2 separate regions of the Sus scrofa genome follow, and region 2 is linked to region 1. Evidence: chromatin contacts called from public Hi-C data. All regions are on one chromosome and are shown on one strand. The core of a region is the stretch at or near the end of the contact, and the rest is flanking DNA. Distances in the headings are between cores, read along the strand shown.

Evidence for each region. A called contact is a pair of places that touch in the nucleus more often than the background predicts.
Region 2: a contact with region 1 is called in a Hi-C map of liver, with 3 times the contacts expected there. The contact joins the promoter of SCLY here to the promoter of UBE2F in region 1. A contact is called at or near these places in 2 of 5 promoter capture datasets (fetal liver and liver), 12 of 47 Hi-C or Micro-C datasets (alveolar macrophages, blood, fetal liver and 5 more) and 2 of 2 datasets of contacts at active chromatin or transcription factors (alveolar macrophages and skeletal muscle).

Annotation. Positions count from the first base shown.
Region 1 is chr15:137,565,348-137,570,031 of Sscrofa11.1, forward strand. UBE2F (NEDD8-conjugating enzyme UBE2F) reads left to right here and starts at 1,903. Exons shown (of 9, transcript XR_002339040.1): 1 at 1,903-2,052.
Region 2 is chr15:137,634,675-137,639,358 of Sscrofa11.1, forward strand. It overlaps SCLY (selenocysteine lyase), which reads left to right and starts at 2,402. Exons shown (of 12, transcript XM_021074966.1): 1 at 2,402-2,651. The coding sequence starts at 2,563.

The DNA of each region.
Region 1 (4,684 bases), core at 653-3,152:
GACGGCCCCTCTATGGCCTGGTTTATAAAGGTGTGTTTGAAGCCAGACCCCAGTTCTGGAGGCATCTGGGAGGAGAAGGCCAGCCCCGCCACTGCCCCTGTCCCAGGCCAAGACCCAGATGGAGGCACTGAGAGCTGGAGGCCAGGCTCCCCGTTCTCTCCTTAGAGTCTCTGAGCATGTCTAGTCTTCTGAATCTTTTGTGCTTAAGCCAGTGAAAGTTCTGTTTCTGAAAGAGCCCTGGTTGAAAACAAATTGCTTCTCCAGGAAGCAGGACGCCAACTCTGCCGCAGTCCTGGCTGATGGCCGCACCTGCTGCCCAAGGGACGTGGTGCACTGGTTGAGGGCAAATCCCAGCTCTGCCATGTCGGGCAGACACGTAACTTCTGAGCTTCCTCATCTGTAAGGTGGAGATAATAAAATACCCGTTTCATGAGGTTGCTGTGAGGATTACAGGACTTCCGAGCCTAGTAAACCCTAAATAAGGCTCGGGTGAAGGCACGAGGCAGCCTCATGAAATGGAGCTAGAAGCGGCTTCATTTGCCCACAGCAGTGAGAGGTGGGCCACTGTGGGCTCAGAACGGTGTGTAGACAATTCTCCTTAGTAAGACAAGCGCTCAAGCCAACCCACGTGTGCCTTCACTCGCTGCCCTGCTTCAAGGTCTTATCTTCTCTCGCCAGGACTCTGGCTACAAACACGCAGCCCTTATCCAGCAATGTGTTTTGACCCGGTTATGTACCAGGTTTGGGGAGGAGGTTAGAAGGGTGGGAAACACAGATGAGGAGGCCTGAGGAGCTGAGCATAGGGAAACGGGCATCAACAGTCTTGAGCACCAGGGAGAGGAGAGCACGGAGGTCCAGCAAAGTCACAGAGGGGCACCTGCACCTTACCACTCGGAGCAGGTGGATCCAAGCATGGGAAAATTTAGGAGGTAGCCCAGTGAAGATGGACGAAGCTGTTCCCAGACAGAAGGAATCCCATGAATTTTGTTCTTAACTGGTCTTCCTGACTCTTGTCTGGCTCCCCTCCCACCAGCTCCCTCAGAGCCAGAAGGCTCTTTTGGAAAAGAAACTTGAAATTGCCACTCCACTGTTTAAAACCTCTCAGTGGGACTTCTGGAAATAAAATTCTAACTCCTTGCCTCTTTCTTCCCCGTCCACGAGGTGAACCTCTTCTCTCAGATGGCTCACTCCTCCAGGAGGCTGGCGACCCCCGCCAGAGCACCTATTAACCAGACACACCTGAACTTGAGAATAATTAGTACTCAGCAAACCAGAAATTAGAACAACTTGAAATGGATTTTTTTAAAGTAAGTACGTCACGGAAGTGTAAGAGATAATAGAAGGAATAAACCCTAAGACAACAGGAAAGAGCCCACCCACTCCACTGCAGGCTCCCCGAGGCTTCCCGGGGTTGGGGGTTGGTGGCTGCAGGTCTAATCGCCCCGCCCCCCTCACTCCTGACACCGCGGACTGTGGGGCGGCCTGGTCCTCTGCACCCTGAGCCCTGGGATGGGCACATAGCGGGCACCCCATCCACCGGGGCAGTCAGTTCGGACCTGGCAGCCCCAGCAGGCCACGCTGCGCGGGGAACCTCTGAGCCGCAGGCCCAGGCCTACCAAACGACCAAATGAATGAAAGCAGGAACGCAGCGCAAAGGAACCCGCGCCGCTGCGGAAAGGACTTGGAGATCCCGCCCCCGGACGCCATTGGCCAATCATCGGAGGCCTTCAGGCTCGTGCCCGCCCCCCAGCCGCGCTCCTTGCCAATGAGAGGGGCCGGATCTGCCGGCTGCCTACCCCGGCCCCGGCCCGCTGGCTCTGCTGTTCGCGTGTCAGTCTCTAAATAAAGTTCTTCGCGGCTTTGAATTTTTTTTTTAAAGCGCCAGCTGCTGTTGCGGCCGCCGCGGGCGAGAGCGGCAGAGTCCCCGCCCCGCTACTTCCGGTCCCGCCGCCCGGAGCCGGTGCTGCTGTGAGGGGCTGCGCTTCGCCGCCGCCGGCCGGCCGGGCATGGTGTTGGGCGCCGGTCCCGCCTCGCCTGTCTCCGGGTGCCCAGGTGAGGAGCGCGCGGCCCTGCGGCGAGCGAGGGGCGGCCGCCGGCCAGAGGACGGCTCGGTTCCCGCGGCGCCGGTGCACCCGGCGGGCGGGCGGCGCCGGGGCCGCCTCAGGCCGCGCCGCTCCTCACGACCGGGCGCCGGGGCCCGAGGGCCGGTGGGCGGGCGCTGCGGGGCGCGGGCCGGGGCGCGGGCCGCGGCGGGGCTGGAGGGCCGGCCCTCCCGGAGCCCCGACCTGTGCCGGGCACACACGGCCTCGCTTGTGGCCGCCGTCGCGGGGGAGCTGCGGCCGCATTGTCGGGGAGGAAGCGCAGCGCCCAGCGGGCCCAAGGTCACCGGCCCGACGTGGCCGGAGGCAGCGGGAGTCGGGCGCGGGCGGGCGGCCTCCCGGCCTCCCGGGGAATCGGGCTAGGCCAGGGGGCGGTGCGGGTGCGGAGGAGCCGGGCTCCCGCCCCGCCAACTTGCGGGCGGCCTCCGGACAACCCGGGGCAGCACGGCTAGGGTGGAGGATCTTGCCGGGGCCCAGAATGGGGGAGGACATCCTGGACCAATCCCTACGGCCCAGTCCCGGATTCTAGACCTGGTTCCGCTGGTGTGTAATCTTGGGTGTGGCCCTCGGCTCCCTGGGTCGCGGTTGCCTCTTCCTTCTGTCCCCGGAGCGGATCGGGCCCGCCCCTCTCTGCCTCCGTCCAGCGCCGGAGTGGGGTCGGGAGGGACTGGAGTGGCCAGAGAAGGCTTCGTGGAGGAGATGGAGGAGCCTGTTATCCTAAAGAAGCAGCATTAGGGGCGGCGAAGGGAGGGAGGGCCTTCCAGACCTGGATATCAGATTGAGCAGAAGCTTCCAGAAATGAGCCGGGGTTGGCGAGGAACACGGAGGAGGCCCACCTCCCTCGTGCAGAGGCCCCTGGCTGGGCAAGGGGGTGAAGGCAGGGGACCGGAATGGTGGGAGCCGTGTTCAGAGAGAGAGACCACGGCCACCTAGGTGGTCTGGACTTGAGGACCTCCACCCCCGACACAGCTGCCACTCAGGAGGCGGCAGGTTTACCGCTAAAATTAAAGGGCTGGGCTCCAAAGGTCACTGGGCAGCCAGCCACCTTGCCCTGGCGTTTTAAAGAGGGAGGGTGGGGTGTGGACTTTTGTGTGTCCCGATCTGGGCCGCTTTGGCTGGAGATGTGGGTTGTCCCCTAGTGACCTGCAGTTCCATCTTTTAAGCTTCGATTGGGACTTGTCCAGGGCAGGAAGAATTGTAAACGAGGAGTTCCCCACCCACTGAGCTGACGGTCACCCGGACCTGATTTGGCCACAACGGGCAGGAGCACTGAGTAAACACTTGAGGATGAGACTAGGAAATAGCACAGCAGAATCTCTGAACAGTCTGAGAGCACGTCCCGCCCAGAGGAAGAACTTAAATGGCCCGATTTCAACTAGTGGAGTTAGAGACTGTGGGTGCTCTTCTGTGTAGTTGATCTGTTGTTACTGAAAATGCTGCCCTCGTCAAAGTGTCATTTGCAGTGAAGGGGAAGCTTAGTTTTGAACCAGTCCTGCAAGGCGGGAAGCATAGTTAAGGAGAGACTTCTGAAGCAAACTGCAGGTGTTCCGTTAATTGACAGCTTGAATAATTATTTTTGTTCAGATCTCTTTGTATAGACTTAATTTAACAGCTGAAGTAGTCCCAGATTAGACCTTTGGTTTGTCCCGAAGTGGCGTGTGTGGGAGAGGGACAGGCGCTGGAGGATAGATGGTCCCCGTGTGTAGATGGCTTAGAATGTTAGGAAAATAAGTCTTGTCTTCCTGAGGAAAACAAAGCACCGGTGTTATTTTCTTCTGTCTTGCACAGCCAGTGCCCAGTGTATTTTATTAAGGGCCATAAACTTGTTGAGAGTTGCAAACCAGCAGTCTGACTCAAAATGGGATTGAGTATGGGGCACACTCTGCCTGCAGCGAAGAGTTCAGGATGGGGTAGTGAGGAGACGCGAATTAAGCAGGGACCTCCAACTGCAGCGACACGGAAGAGTGTCCGGGTGTGAGCCTTTGTGTGTGTGTGTGTGAGTCTTGCCGGGACCCTCTGAGCATCTCCTCCTGTGCAGGTGCTCAAGGAGCTGAGCGTGGACCAGTCGCGTGCCCTGGGACCCGCTTTCCCGCCGGGCCCCGTAGGAGGACTTTCCCGGGCTGCCGCCTGCCGAGCTCTCTCTACCGGTGCTGGGCTTTGTTGCTGGCCGTGTGCGTAGTGCCAGGGTCCGCTAGCGGCTGAAGACCAAGTGGACCTGTGACAGCTGCATCTCTCGGCCTATCATCAGGCGACGCATCCATGTGCTCAGGCGTGGGTGCGAGGCAGGGGCTTGCTGGGGGGGGGGACACACTGCTTGGGATCCAGACCTGCGCGAGGGATCGCGGGCCAGATGGTGCGGGTGGAGGCCGACCAGGAGCGCCCGGCTCCAGACGGTGCTGCGGCCTCTGGTGGCTTGTGGGCTGAGCCCCCACAGGCGTTCCTGGCTCCCCGGCGCCCTCCCTGGTGAGCTTCCTTTGTGAGCCCCTGGTTCCTGCCGCAGGTGAAGCTGAGCTGAGCGTTGGTGGTTTGGTCCTCCGTGTAGGTCCAGCTGAGGAGAGAGCGTGGCAGAGTGGGAGTGAAGAAAC
Region 2 (4,684 bases), core at 1,152-3,651, 70 kb after region 1:
TTCCTTTATTGCCGATTTTCCTGATGGCTCTGTGGCTTTTTTCCCTTAGGCGTGAGTTCCATTTCGTATCTCTTGTCCATGGAGGTGGCGTTCCTCAAATATTTAGTCTTTATTGGGCACTTATTTCGTAGTTAAGACACCCCGTTGGCGCCTCTGTCGCATGTTTGACTCGCCCACTTGGAGTCAGCTGGCCACTCCATCCTGTTGCCCCATGCTCTGCTTTCAGGGAGAGAGGAGGCCAGGCCACTCGGCCGGGCAGCACTGGTCCTCTGTGCGGGTGTCGCCAGCCACGTCGCTATCTGGTTTCTCTGAGCCCGCCACTGCAGTCACTCTATCCACCTGGACACACAAACCCTCTGACCGCAGCGGAACTGGTCCAAGGAGGCCTCGAGATGAGTCACCTCGTCAGTGGCCCTCGCGCCTCCAGCTCCCTTCCTCACAGCCTTGCGTCTAGGTTTAGATGATGCACCTTGCCCCCTCCCTTTCAACGCCCCACCCGCCTTCGCCCCCGTCTCAGGCTGGCTCCCTGCCTCTGGGACTTCACAGCCACGCCAGGTCCGAGCCACGTCTGCGGACCACAGGGCAACCCATGGCAACGCTGGATCCTTAAGCCCCTGAGCAAGGCCAGGGATGGAACCTGCATCCTCATGGGTACCAGTCGGATTCTTAGCTGCGCTGCAACAGGAACTCCGCTTCCTCCGGCCTCCTCGTTTGCTACCTGCCATCAGCCCGCACACATGCTCTCTCTCTAAGCCATCTCCCTTCATCGTGCCCCTCGACCCCCTTCCTTCCCCACTGCCCAGCCCTGCTCCTTCCTCACCCCTCCCTGCTGCTCTCCTCAAACTCCTCCGACCAAATTCATCAGCCGTCCTGACCGTGGCATTCAGCGCACACCTCAGATCGCCGCTCAGCTGCGCTCACACTCAGTCTTAGACTCTCCTCTCACCCTTTCTTTTCTCCTCTTTCAACTGCCCTTGAGTTTCTGTCTGTCTAATTCTTAAATCTTGATGTGTCCTTTGCTGCCTTTGAAAAAGAAGCTCAGAGTGTAAGCAAGAAGGACAGGAAATAGGAGTTCCTGCTGTGGCTCAGTTGTGATGAACCCGACTAGTATCCATGAGGACATGGGTTTGATCCCCAGCCTCGCTCATTGGGTTAAGGATCTGGCGATGCCATGAGTTGCAGCGGAGGTCACAGACAAAACTTGGTTCTGGTGTTGCTGTGGCTGTGTTGTGGGCTGGCAGCTGCAGCTCCAATTTGACCCCTGGGCTGGGAACCTCCATGTGCTATTGGTGTGGCCCTAAAAAGCAAAAAAAAAAAAAAAAAAAAAAAAAAAAAGGTAGAGAATGATAGGAAATTAAAAAAAAAAATCCAGAAATGTGGAGACTTGCAGAGCTGGAAAAGACAACTTCTTCTGGACTCCTGTTGAGGAGATTGAGCAAGTCCACAAACATCCAATTAAAATTCAGCTTCTTGGCACAGAATTCCTGAATTTATATTCTGGCTCCATTACTTCCAGTGTGAACCTGGGAAAGATGTGGACTTTTTCTGTACCTTAATTTCATCATATGTAAAGTGGGGATAAAGGGGATGGGGTGTTATCAAGATCAAACTAGAGAATAAATGAAAGGCACTGGGAACAGTGCCTGGCCACATGCTCAGAGCTCAATTAAACTTAGAAATTGGTATTTTGCCAAAAAGGCAAGAGACGGTGGCTTCATTAGAATTCAGCAATCTGGATCTCTGCCCTCTTGCTTTCAAAACTGACTTGTGTTAAGGTTGGCCGACTACACGAATGCTAGACTTTTCCATTTGACTGCCTCACAGACAACTCGACAGGTCCAAAGGTCCGCGCAGAGCCTTCCCTGCCGGGGTGTTCCTGTCCCAGGCAAAGGCGCCAAGTCACCGCCTTTCTCACTCTCTCGCAGGCTCCGCTTTCAGCATTCTTGCCTGTTTTACATCCTAAATCTATCCCGGATCCAGCTTTCCCGCGCCTCGCGCTCCCTGCTTAGTGTTCCCACGTCTCGCCTCGGATTCTGTAACAGCCTCGCCTCCAGACCCTCAGATCCACCCTCAGGAAACGAGTCCTAATTCCACCCAAGTCACTTATGCAGAAGGTCAGCTCACAGCGGGTCCCCCGGGACTGCGGTGGCACTGGACGTGGTCTGCCGGCCTCGGAGGACCCGGGCTCCCGCCCCAGCGGGCTGAAGCACCCGGATCCCTACCGTCCAGGCCGCGCCCCCCTACCCCCCAGCGCCCCCTGGGGCCTCTACCTTGTTGACAGCCCGGGCTCCAGGCAAGCCCCGCCCACCGCCGTGGGCTCGCCCCTGTGACGTGCACGAGCCCGCCCCCAGCCGGTCACAGGATAGCGCGCAGCCCGGGCCCCGCCTCCTCGCAGAGCATCTTTGAGGTGCGAGGATTGGCCGGCAGTGCGCAGCTCAGCCAATCCGGAAGCGCCCCGGCCCTCGCAGCTCCTCTCGGCCGCGCTCCGAAGCCTGACAGTTTCTGCGGGTTGGGACAGCGCCCGGGGCCAGCGGGCTGGATCCTGGCTGCGGCGGGGTCCGGATGGAGGCGGCCGGGAAGCGGAGCAGGGACGAGCGGGGGCGAGCGGCGAGTGTGCCGGACGGGCACGCAGAGAAGAGTCTGCTGGATAGGTACGCTCCTGGAGAGGAAGGCGGGGGAAACCAATGGCGCCCTCCTCCAGGAAGCCCTCCAGGCGCCGCGAGGCGAGGGCGGAGGGGAGCGGGAGGCCGGTGGCCACGCCCCGAGAGACAGGGCGGCCAACCATTGGTCACTTTCCGGGGGCAGGGTCCTTCCCGGAGAGGGGGCGCCAGCCGGCGGGTCACTGGCGGCTTGACGGTCCGCGCGGGCATGCAGCGCTGCCTGGCTGTCAGCGCGGGAGGCCTAAATTCGGGATGAGCGCCAGATGGACGCGCGGACGCGAGGCGTGGCCTGGGAAGGGCTCCTGGGGAGGTGACACTTGGGCTAAAGTCTGAGTGACATCCAGGAATCAGCCTTTCAAGTTCTGGGAACGGGCGGGTCGGGAAGAGGGAACCATTGCAAAGGCCCGAGGGCCGAAAGGAGCCCGCGGGATCCTAGGCAGCTGGGACTGCGGAGCGCGCGAGGCTGGAGAGGAGGAGCTTGGAGCGGCTGTCAGGGAGCAGAGCGCCAGAGCCCAGGAAGGACTTTGGGGAGTAGTACTCTCAGGGTGACGGCGATCTTGGAGATTTGAGCAGGGGAGTGGTGTAATTTAGTGATACTATAAATTACTATTTCATATGTTGGAAGATTCTTCTAGCCTCATTGTAGAGTGTAGGAGTTACAGGAAGCAGGGGAACCGGTTGGGGACTCTTGTAATAATTCGGGAGGAAGAGAAGGTATGGCCCAGAGTGGTGGCACCTGTGGCGGGAGAAGTGGATGTCCTGGGACAAAACTCACGGGACTTGCTCCTGCGCGGTGTAGGGCAGGAGAGATTGAGAAGGATGCTCCCAGGCTCCTGACCTGAGTGGCTGGCAGAGTGGAAGGAAGATGCAGGCACTTTCAGCCCAGGCTGCCCTCCAGCCTGTGGGAACCTTTCCCTGGGGTGGGGGAAATGCATTTTTTGTTTGTGAGTCTTTGCCCTCCATCCGGGAATATGTGAAATATTGGGGGGGGAATGGGTGTCTCTCTCTTTTTTTTTTTGGTCCTTTTAGGGCCACACCCACAGCATATGGAGATTCCCAGGCGAGAGGTCGAATCCGAGCCAGAGCTGCCAGCCCACACCACAGCCACAGCCACAGCAGATCCAAGCTGCGTCTGCAGCCTACACTGCAACTCATGGCAATGTCAGATCGTTGACCCACTGAGGGAGGCCTGGGATGGACCCACATCCTCATGGATACCAGTCGGGTTCCTGTGTGTCTTTAAAATTTGAGTCCTGGCCTGAATCTGACCATTTCTTTCATTAGACATTCTTCTTTGGTTGGGACCGAGAAGAAGGAGCTGGGAAAAGGTACCGAGTCAGAAGAGACTCAGGATGCCTTCTCTCCTTTGGTTCTGAACCTCGGAGAGTTGAGCTTTCCCTGCAGTATTGATAGCACGTTAAGGGAGCTGTAAGTTTAAGTACCGAGGCTGAGTAATCGGTAAAGTCTTCATCTGCAGCTCAAACCGTGAATTCGCTCAGCCCAGCAGCAGATTGAAGCACTGCGGTCACTCGTGGTCTGGGGAACTTTGGGATCGTTATTTACAGGAAGTGAGAGCAGAATTAGGGTCGCATGCAAATTTCAGTGTCAGCAGGGCCAGGGGATTCCTGATACTGTGCTGGCCAAGAATGGCTGGTCAGACTCCCTGCCCTGAGGCCTTATACTTGGGCTTGGCGACAAGAGGGTGCATTAAAACATGAGTTAAATAAACCTGGGTCTTATTTTATTTATTTATTTTTTGTCTCTTTGCCTTTTCTAGGGCAGCTCCCACGGCATATGGAGGTTCCCAGGCTAGGGGTCGAATCGAAGCTTCCGCTTCCAGGAGTTCCCGTCGTGGCGCAGTGGTTAACGAATCCGACTAGGAACCATGAGGTTGCAGGTTCGATCCCTGCCCTTGCTCAGTGAGTTAAGGATCCGGCGTTGCCGTGAGCTGTGGTGTAGGTTGCAGACGCGGCTCGGATCCGGCGTTGCTGTGGCTCTGGTGTAGGCCGGTGGCTACAGCTCCA